Linked DNA regions of Mus musculus: all the other regions are linked to region 1. A link is a contact called in public HiChIP or PLAC-seq and promoter capture Hi-C data. All regions are on one chromosome and are shown on one strand. Each heading gives the region's core, a stretch centred on a gene start, on an enhancer-like site or on the middle of the called end of the contact. The rest is flanking DNA. Distances are from core to core; before and after follow the strand shown. Region 1 holds the start of Mageb3 (melanoma antigen, family B, 3). Region 2 overlaps Frmd5 (FERM domain containing 5). Region 3 holds the start of Duox2 (dual oxidase 2).

The links. HiChIP or PLAC-seq counts read pairs in DNA pulled down with a chosen protein or histone mark. Capture Hi-C pulls out chosen DNA fragments and counts their contacts.
Region 2: a contact with region 1 is called in a FOXA1 HiChIP or PLAC-seq map of pancreatic cancer cells. The contact joins the enhancer-like site here to the promoter of Mageb3 in region 1. A contact is called at or near these places in 4 of 39 promoter capture datasets (the 3T3-L1 cell line, the HPC-7 cell line, HPC-7-derived erythroid cells and 2 more), 6 of 115 datasets of contacts at active chromatin or transcription factors (effector CD8 T cells, embryonic forebrain, embryonic limb bud and 3 more) and 2 of 9 other capture datasets (adipose tissue and pancreatic islet).
Region 3: a contact with region 1 is called in a promoter capture Hi-C map of adipose tissue. The contact joins the promoter of Duox2 here to the promoter of Mageb3 in region 1. A contact is called at or near these places in 1 of 484 Hi-C or Micro-C datasets (embryonic stem cells), 1 of 115 datasets of contacts at active chromatin or transcription factors (bone marrow-derived macrophages) and 2 of 9 other capture datasets (adipose tissue and liver).

Annotation. Positions count from the first base shown.
Region 1 is chr2:121,954,475-121,957,676 of GRCm38.p6, forward strand. It overlaps Mageb3 (melanoma antigen, family B, 3), which reads right to left and starts at 1,618. Exons shown (of 1, transcript NM_008545.2): 1 at 1-1,618. The coding sequence starts at 745. Ctdspl2 (CTD (carboxy-terminal domain, RNA polymerase II, polypeptide A) small phosphatase like 2) reads left to right here and starts at 1,527. Exons shown (of 13, transcript NM_212450.4): 1 at 1,527-2,143.
Region 2 is chr2:121,599,242-121,602,443 of GRCm38.p6, forward strand. The region is part of intron 1 of Frmd5 (FERM domain containing 5); the gene reads right to left. Among named protein-coding and RNA genes, the nearest start is that of Wdr76, 94 kb to the left of the region's middle. Within about 2 kb of position 1,695, at least 38 of the 459 cell types and tissues checked have an H3K27ac peak or open chromatin away from gene starts, as enhancers often do. A contact at or near this core is called in pancreatic cancer cells, where this site is marked.
Region 3 is chr2:122,296,669-122,299,870 of GRCm38.p6, forward strand. Duox2 (dual oxidase 2) reads right to left here and starts at 1,559. Exons shown (of 33, transcript NM_001362755.1): 1 at 1,428-1,559; 2 at 1,055-1,144; 3 at 708-872; 4 at 14-201. The coding sequence starts at 1,497. It overlaps Duoxa2 (dual oxidase maturation factor 2), which reads left to right and starts at 2,232. Exons shown (of 6, transcript NM_025777.2): 1 at 2,232-2,519. The coding sequence starts at 2,373.

The sequences.
Region 1 (3,202 bases), core at 368-2,867:
CCAGGTAATTTTCCTGCACTACATCTCTTATAAACTCCTCAGGCTCGCCAAAGATCAAGTGCTTCTTCCCAGCATATACCCCCACTCCATGCAGAAATTGCCAGACCTCTTGCTCAGTGGCACGGTTACCCTTCATGAAGATCACACCTAGGACAGACATTAGGAGACCTGTCCTAGGCAACCCCCAGTTACTACTCAAACTTCCCTCAGTGGAAAGACCCAGTTTGCCCACCAGCAAATAGGAATGAGTGCTGGGATCAATTTCCTTCAACTCAAGACCAAAGACCAATTCTAGGCGTGCAGAAGTTCTCCTGAGGATCTCAGGGAATTGCTCCTTATACTTCTTGTTAACTACTGCCAGCATTTCACTTCTTGTAACTGCTTCTTTCATCTTAAATTTATCTAGCAGGAATTCTATCAGCACACTAGCCTTCCTCATGATAGGATCTTTCAGTGTGTGCTGAATGGAAGTCCCTGCCTGGGTGCCATCTGAACTTTTTGTATCAGGCAGGACAGTAGCATTTCTACCACCTATACCAGAGCCTGTGCAGGATACACCTGCACCAAAAGATCCAGGGTTTTTCACACCCTGAGGAGCAGAACCACCAGGGAAGCTGGACCCAGCACTCAGGTCAACAGGAGAAGACCCTGCTTCCTCTGCAGTGGGCTGAACTACTTGAACCTCCCTGCGTGACTGCTGTCGTTTAGCACGGGAGCGGCTCTTACTCTTTTGACCCCTAGGCATGTTGACTGTGCTCAGGACTGAAGTAGAAGAGCTGACAGGCAGGAATCAGGACTTCCGAACTCGTGGATCAAGCTCTTTTCTGCAAACCCTAGGATTGTTCTCTTCAGACTGGCGTCCAAGCCTCTCCTGTCTCAATCAGCATTTCTTATAGAATAATGAGATCAGCTTGGAATTTCAGTCAAAAGTGCTATCTAGACCAGTGTTTCTCAACTTGTGGGTTGCAACCCTTAAGAGGTCAAACCACAGGTTGAATAAGATCATGGGAAAACATATTTGCATTCCGATTCATGACACTAGCAAAATTACAGCCATGAAGTAACAACAAAGATAATTTTATGGTTGGTGGGGTCATCATACATGAGGAACTCTATTAAAAGCGTTTCAGCATCAAGAAGATTAAGAATCATCCAGATTCTAGATGGAGCCCACAGTCGTGTGTGAAAACCCATTTGAAAGACTCGAGTTTTAAGCGTACAGGATCACTGCCCACATCGCGAGGAAGGGAAGGGTTAAGAGTCTCCTTCATAGGTCCAAGGGCAACAGGGGCTCCCGCTAGCAAAGTGACCTAGGAAGAGAACCTCGGGGACACTCCGCGAACCTCCGAAAGCACCGGGACCAGGCTGGGTCTGGCCATCGGGAGCGCAAGGCACTGGCTCCCGCTCCAGCGCGCCAAGCCGTTAGCACCGCCCCTTCCCGCCGGCTCCACCCACCGCCGCCTAGTCGCTAACCCTGGCCGCTGGGTGCGCGGCGCGTTCTTAAACCCCGCCTCCCAGGCCAGGGCGCGCTCTCCTTGTCGCCCGGCTCTAGGCGGTTCCGTTAGCGGCGGGAGGGAAAACCGCCCCCGGCGTCCCCGCCTCCGCTGCTAACGCTTTCCTCCCTACTCCCCCTGCGACCACCCCGCAGCCCGCTACGGAGGCCCCCGAAGTACAAACGTCCCCCACGCTCCGAGCCCCATCGGAGGCTGAGTCCAGTCTAACTCCTCGGGCCCTAAGCTCATTTTTTTTTCATTGTTTTTTGTTGTTGTTGTTTCTTGTTTTTCTTTTGGTCAGGAATTCGCTCTGGTGAGTTCCCTAAGGCGGCAGAAACTTCAGCCTCTTCACGGTAGTAAAAGTTGGTTTCCCCTCCCCCGCTGCCGCCCAGGCCTCCCGCATTCCTTCCCTCCCGCCTCTCCGGATCGGGGCGGGCGGGGGAGGAGGGAGCCAGAGCGCCTGCGCAGGGAGGCCGCTTTCCATCCGGGTCCCTGTCCGTGCGGTGCAGCAGGTCGGTAGGCGGGAAATGGCGACTGGCTGAAGGAGCTGGTTCTGTTGCTGCTGAGGGATAAGCGGGAAAGACACCACCTATTGCGCAGTCGGGACCATCGCCGGAGCCCGAAGACACTTTTCTGTCGTCACAGTGAAGGTAATTCCCTTGGTCCAGACGCTGCCGTTGCTCCGAAGCTCAGTCCTCTCTCAGGGCCGTCTGCCGGGATCTCCTCCCCTTCTCTAGCCGAGCCCTCAGCGGTTCCAGCAACGTCCGTAGGCATGCACTGTTGGCGCCTTGTACGTCCACTGTCGTGGAAGCTGCTCTGGCTTGGACTTTCCCCAGGGAACGGCCAGGGAGCTCACTTCCCGCCAGCTTCAGCTCTTAGGCTGCGGCCTGTGTTGTGATTTCTGGGGTTAGATTTCACTTTGCTACCCACCCCCAACCCCATCTCACGTTCCCAGTCTCTGACCCCGTGGACCCGATAGCTAATTAAGTTAGATTGCCTTTTCGAACCTTCTTGTGGGCCCACGTAATGTTTTTGGTATTTCATTCTTGTAGGGTGCATTAGGGGGGCGTTGCTCTCTCTACTTGAGCTCTTACAGACATCCTTTGAGAATCTGGAAAGAGGTTCTTGGAGCTTCTGTCGTTTTCTGTACTGCTAAAATGTTGAGTTGACATTACTACTTTTTAAAGTCAAGTGTGGTAGTAAAAACCAGCGTGTGTAGGAGGCCTCTGATTTCCGTAGTGGTTAGTTAAGGGTGAATCTTAATTCTATTTAGCATGTTGTTTACGTTGGGTAAGTCCGTATGAGTTTACCTTTGCGTTCTTGACCAGGATTCTGTGATAAATAATTGCATAAATAAATAGTGTTTATTTACTTCTCGCCCTAGTGGTAGCTGGATGTGTGAATGACGTTAGGCACTCTCAGAGTACCTCGGAGAAACCTACTGAGATACTGCCAGGAAACTACCCTAAGCTCCTGACATGAGTATTCTTAGATGCTACTCCAAGGCAAGGCAGGGAGTGTTATCTTTCTCATGCTACTAAGACAATACCAAGATTACGGTTACATCCATATACAAATTAGTGCCTTGAAATGATAGGCTTATCTACATGTTTTAGATTGTAGATTGCCTGTTACTTTGATTCATGAAATGCCAAGCTACACATTTGTGTTTGTGGTCCAGCAATTATCTCTATAAAAGCAGTGACATG
Region 2 (3,202 bases), core at 445-2,944, 360 kb before region 1:
GACCTGGCATGGGTTTTTGAAATCTCAAAGCCCACCTCCAATGACACACCTCCTCCATCAAGGCTACTCCCACTCCAACAAGGCCACACCTTCTAATCCTTCCCAAACAGCCCCATTAACTGGGGATAAAACATTTTAATATACAAGTCTATGGGGGCCATTCTCACTCAAATCACCACACACAGGATTAGTCTCATGGCTATAAAACGTTGTCTAATTTGCTTTTATCCTATGGGATATACTTGGCGGGGCTGAGGGAGAGGGGCTCTGAGTAGGAAAACAGGTCCAGCCCAAACAACACTGAGTTGTGTGCAGTACAAGCAGAGCTCCAGAATATCTGCTTCTGCTACCAACATACAGACACAGGCAAGAACAGTTCTGCACTCAAGAAAGCCTCTAACTGGGCCCTAGCCACTGAGAAGGAATTAAAAGCTCGATATTGGAAAAGACTAATCACTACATTTGCTTAATTATACTAATATAAAAGGGCAAGCCTTTTTCAGAGGAATGGCAAAACCCACTTCTGTGCTCCTAGACTCATGCAGATCGGCACTAGGATGTCTGAAACCCCAGGAAGCAGTCAAATGTCCTTTAATGGGCAAGTTGCACATGTATCTGGGGATTTCTCTATTATCTAACATTTTGTCCAACTTTCTCAAGCATATTCCTGATATCTGACTAAAGTTTACGGGATCTCTAAGTGTCATGCCATCTCAGATCAACAGGTGGTTAATGGTAACCTGGCACTATACACCGGCACTGTTATGTTACAGCTCTGGTTGCTTTGGAAAGAGACTCTGAGATAAGAGTTTAGCAAGGCAGAATTGTTCCTGGGATCAATGGCCATGGAAGAAAAGGAAGGAAGCTGACGGACCAGAGGGAGATGCTAAACATAACCCTTCCATTGACTTGGCTGTACCCTGAAGAACCCTGGACCTGGGATGGCTCTTCAGTTGTTTTGGTTTAAGTCATGATAGCAGGCCTTTTACATATTCTCCCTGGGCAGTATATACCTTAAACTGTCAAGCCATCTCTTCAGCTTTTTTGGGGGGTGGGGGATACTTTTCAAATAAAAAGTTTTAAATTATGGAGAGCAGACATTAGCTGGTAACCAGCTCCAAATACCCCAGCCTAGGGAACCATGGAGGCAGATTAACAGGAGGCTCTGCACAACCTTCCCGCACACCCCAAGAGCTGTTCTTAGCCTTCTTTCACACCTGCATATCCTGCTCAGCATCACCTGTATGGGCCAAAGGTGGCCATCAGCTCAGGACAAGAGAAGCTGCTGCCTTAGCAAAGAGATGTATTGCTGAGCTGCTCCCTGGGGCATGTCCCTCCCCAGAAGTATCTCTCACGTTGTTCTCAGGCATGTGCTTTTTAGTTTGTCAGAGATGCTTAGGAAAACATCCACTGCAAGCCAATAAGATGCCAAGTGGACAGACTGGGCTCGGGGGCAGCCACTGAAGTGCACTGCAGACAACATCAGACTCCAGGAAAGAATTCTTTCTTTCTGCCCAGATTGACTCTAGCGACGAGGGTTGACAGGACAGTTCTCTCAAGTTTCCATTGGATGGAGGGTCAGTCTTATTCTTGGGCAAAGGGAGAATCCCTTTCAAATGGTGGTGTGATAGAAGCTGCCACACCAGAAGTGTGGAGGAGTGATATTAACTGAAAGAATTCACAAAGGAAATGAGTCACTGGCTGAGCTTTGGGGGTGGGGGCACAGGAATCTACTGCCTTAGGAGTGGACAAACAGTACAGCAAGAGCAGGGCATGGGCCAGGGAAGAACTTAAGCTAAATGTTATGGGACAACGGCAGATCAGTTTAGAGGGGCAGACAAGGGCGAGGTGGTGGAGCGCTGGCGATATGGTGGAGGGCGGGCGATGCCTGCATGATCGCTGTATTGTAAGTGATGGTAATGGGTGTGAGGATTTTAAGCAGGTACTCTTAGGGATTTATGTGAATTATTGACCGGAGGATCCTTTCAATGAGGCTATGAATGGTATGGATAAAGAAACATCCAGGCAGCAGAATACACCGTATTTACTGAGGAGGGGAATGACAGAAAATCAGGATTGGCGAACAGTCTCATCTCAGCAAGGAGCCTGGGAGAGCAGGTTGAGAAGCTACGTTAAAGTGAGCATTAGCACAAAGACTTTGATGAATGGGTCATTGAGTAACGACTTAATTAAGGAAATAATTAAGATTTCTTAGATCATTGACTTATTTTTAGAGCACACTGTTTTGGCAAGTCCTATCTTTGAAAAAGGTGTTTGCTAGAATACATTTTCTTCTTGAAGTTACTAATATTGTAGCTAATTATCAAAGCATAGAAATCATATTTTATGTAAATAGAGGCCTAGACATTTCTACAGAGAAGAGTAAGGTCTCACTATAAAGTCTTGGCTGGCCTAGACGTTACTATGTTGACTAGACTGGCCTCAAACTCATGGGGCTCCTCGTGCCACTGCTTCCCGAGGGCTGGGATTAAAGGGATGAGTCACCAATCCAGCTCATATTTTCTTAATGCAGTAAATTAAAGGCTGGGCTTGTAGCTCGGTGGAAGAGTGCTTATCTACCATTTATAAGGCCCTGGGTCTGATCTCCAGTAACACACACACACACACACACACACACACGCACACGCACACGCACATGTAATGAATTGTATCTAACAAATAGAATTCTAAGTTTCCCTTTCCCAGAATGACAAACAGGACTGAAACTGAGCCTGAGTCTGAATGATAATGTTCAACTCTGTGGGCTAGCAATCATTTTCACACTAAAGAAAGCTCTGTGCAGGAAGCAATACCTCTGAGGAGGAGGAGCTGTGCAAAAAGGGTCTCAGCTTTAAGGCTGGCAGTCAGGAACTAGATTAAAAAGGGGACGTGGTGGTGCCCACCTGAAACCTGGCAGTCGGGAGGCTGGGGAAGGAGAAGGAAGGTCAAAACCTGACAGGGCTCTACAGGGAGTGAGCCTCTGTCTCGACATAAAACAACAACCGAATGAAGTTTATTAAAGAGAATTGCCTGTGCTCAAGCATTGTCAAGTTAGCTTTGGAAGCTGCAAATTGCTTTTACTTTTAAGTTGAGTCTCTCCCAACTCATTTACGTTTTCATTAGCTAAGGGACACTGGGAAATGTGGTCACATAAATTTCTTCATTGATTGAGTTTTACAAGTTATGGCTGCTAGGAATTCAC
Region 3 (3,202 bases), core at 309-2,808, 340 kb after region 1:
TGCCTGGCCTCACCTGGTCCCGGGGGTTGCTGGGGCTCTGTCCAGTGTTGTGGTCCCAGCGGCTCCTTTGAAAGGGCAGCACCACGTTCCCGCGCTTGTCAGGGTCGAACACCGGGTCCCCACGTGGGATGTAAATGTTGAGGAACTCTGCGGGGCAGCCTGGTGTTTCCACACTCACCAGGTCTGAGAGCACGTGGTAGCCTGGGTTAAGAGAGCAAAGTGGTAGATAAATCACCAGGTCCCGCTCTCCTTAGGAGAGCCTCTGAATTATCAGGACACAGAGGCCAGAGCACAAGCTTCAACGCTGTCTCTTCAGCTTATCCCCCCCCCCCCGCCAGACTTGATCTTCTAAGATGCAAACAAAACGTAGCATCCCCTTGTGAACATGCCAATATCGTTTCGGGGGTGGGAGGGGGGGAGGCGGATACGATTTGAAAACAAGCTCCCTTCACCTCTGTGTGGCAGTCATGAGAGTCTTGAGGACAGCAGTGGTCAGGGCATAAGTTTCTGAGAGTTCTAGTGGGGACCCAATGTACGTGTTGGTTTGAAGTAAAGTAAGAGAAAGATCCCCGCATCACACCCAAACCCTCAAAGATGATAACAGAAGCACTTCTTGGAAAGTTCTTTTTTCTGCAAGTTGCGGTGGTCCTTTCCCTGGACACTCAGCAAGCTCCAGATCCACCCTGGTTTCCTGTTCCTATACTCACCAAAGAAGACCCCCAGCACTGTGCGGTTGTGGACCGAGGGCAGCCCTGCTTTGCCCTTAGCGACAGCATCGCTTAGCCGGCGAGGGTTGGGCAGTAGCGGCTCTTCCAGAGCCTGATAAACACCGTCAGCATAATTAGCCGGTATTAGGCGACGCAGCCGCGAGCCTGGAGCGCAGAGAGTTGATCTGGATCAACGCTCTGGGTCCCCAAGAAGCCCCACATGCCCCCTCCCATTTCCTACCCCCAGGAATGGATAAGAATGTGGTGAGAATGCAATCCCGCAGGCCGCCCCGGCTCCTCTCCCCACACTCCAACTGCACGCCCTCCCTACAGAGCCCGGGGCTTACCAGCCGCACCGCGCTGGTGGTACTTCAGATTATTAAACCAGCCGTCGTAGCGCTGCACTTCCCAGGGCAGTGAGGGTGCGTCCTGGCCACCTGTGGGAGCAGAAAGCCTCCCACTTAACATTAACCTTCCAGAATGCCCTGAATGACCCGATGGGCTTTAGGCTCCTTCCTCAGCTGGCTAACTCCTGCCAATGAACGCCATCTCCAATCCTTTGGCCGCTGAGCCGAGGCGGTCAGAAGTCTTCCAACTCAATAGCTCAATAAGAGATGGCTCAACCCTTCCAGCTTCCAGGCGCCATCTGCCTTCCCTTCTCTTTCCACACTCCTGTGGGACACTGGCTAGCCCCTTCAGCAAGAGGCCCCTACTACGTACCTGCTGGGCCCAGGGGTCCAGTCAGCAGAGCGCCCAGGAGAACTAGAGTCTTGGGACTTGTTGGAAGCATGCTGTCCTTGATCCCGGCGGTGGGGGGTAGTGTGTCAAGAGCGCACACTCCCACGGCTGGTACTGGGAGAGGAGCAGAGAGGTACTACTCAGGTCCCACATCTTCACGACGCGCTTTCTGGCATTAAGACCGTCTGCCACCCTAACCCTGTCTGATGCTGATCTCAAGCACATTAACACCCTGGTCAGGAGCGCAGCGGGACTGTCTATGGGGTTTGTTCTAAAACCTAGTCCTCTCAGCCCAATTTCCCAAGTACTGCTTCTCCAGGAGGGGGATAGAAAAGGGAGAGAGGCTAATGAACTGAGAGCTAGGGACGCGCAGCCAACCTCATCCTCATCTAGGATGAATTACGTTCAAAGGGGAGAAAGGAGCTAGGAGACCCAACCTCTGGTGTAAGGGATCCGGTCCGGTTCAACAGTCTTCCGTGGTCTTGGAGATTTTGTTTCCTGCTCCGCTCCTGGGAGCAGCTCCGAGAATCTTCACCCTTCCTGGATGCCCGTTCACCCTTCGCTCTTCGTCCTGCCTAGCAGGTGTCGCTCGCGCCACCGCTAGCAGGTGTGAATGTGTGAATCAGAGGTTTGCGGTCGAGTTAAGGACAGGATTTCAGTTATTTGCATGTCTCCGCCCCTTCGTTTGCATGACCTCAACCAGACAGGACCCTGCTACCTGGTTTGGACGCCGCCCCTGCTTGCTGCCCACGCTCCTATAAAAGGAGGGGGTCTGCGTTTCTTTGTGAACACTGCGTGAAGTCGCAGGGCCAGGAAAGAGTTTCGGGAGATCACGCCTCTGCGCTTCTTAGGAGAGCCGCAGGGCTCGGACTTTTTATCACTCATCCCAGCTCGCTGCCTGCGAACAGTTCTCGAACTTCTTGCAGGATGACTGCGTGGGACGGGGTGCTACCCTTTTACCCCCAGCCCAGGCATGCCGCCAGCTTCAGCGTACCGCTGCTCATTGTTATCCTGGTGTTCTTGTCTTTGGCTGCTAGCTTCCTGTTCATCTTGCCTGGAATCCGTGGGCACTCGGTAAGGGGGTATTCAAAGTTCTCCCTAGAGGGATTCTAGAAGAAGCCGATTTCGTGGGGGTAATAGTGCGATATGGAGAGAGTTTCTTGGAGACTCAGGACAGAAGAGACTAAGGAAGATTCTCCGAGGATCAGCAGATGCAAATTTAGAAGTCTGGTGCAGTAAGCGACTCTTCCGAGGAAGAGGTTCCTTGGTCCAGGACATCCCGGGAAGAGACTCCAGCTGGCTTCTTTTGGAAGCTGCAGCAGCAGTGGGAATCAGCCCAGTATATTTGGAATTAAGTCTAGCCTTCGGGTGCGGCCAGCCCCCCCCCCCGTCTCTGGTCTCTGAATGCCTTAGCCCCTCTGTCCTGTGCTTTGAACCATGATCAAGAGAATGGGGACTTCTGTGCTTTTCTTACTGTGTTGAGTTAAAGACTCAAGAGAGTTTCACAGAAGATTCAAACGTGTAGCAAGCAAGAGAAATTTCCAAGCTCCCAGCCTCCAGGTCCTGAACTACATTGTTATAAGTCTGAGAAGACCTTTTCCTGTTGATCTTTGTTGGTTCGGAGGAACTGGCAGGTCTAGAAAAATCCGCAGTCCCTCTCTTTTAATTGACTACCAGGCCCCGGGGCCTCCCTCTTCTGGGAGAGGTGACCCCTGTCTGCCTGGCACTTGTGAACTCACTGAGTCTCACCAAGTAGT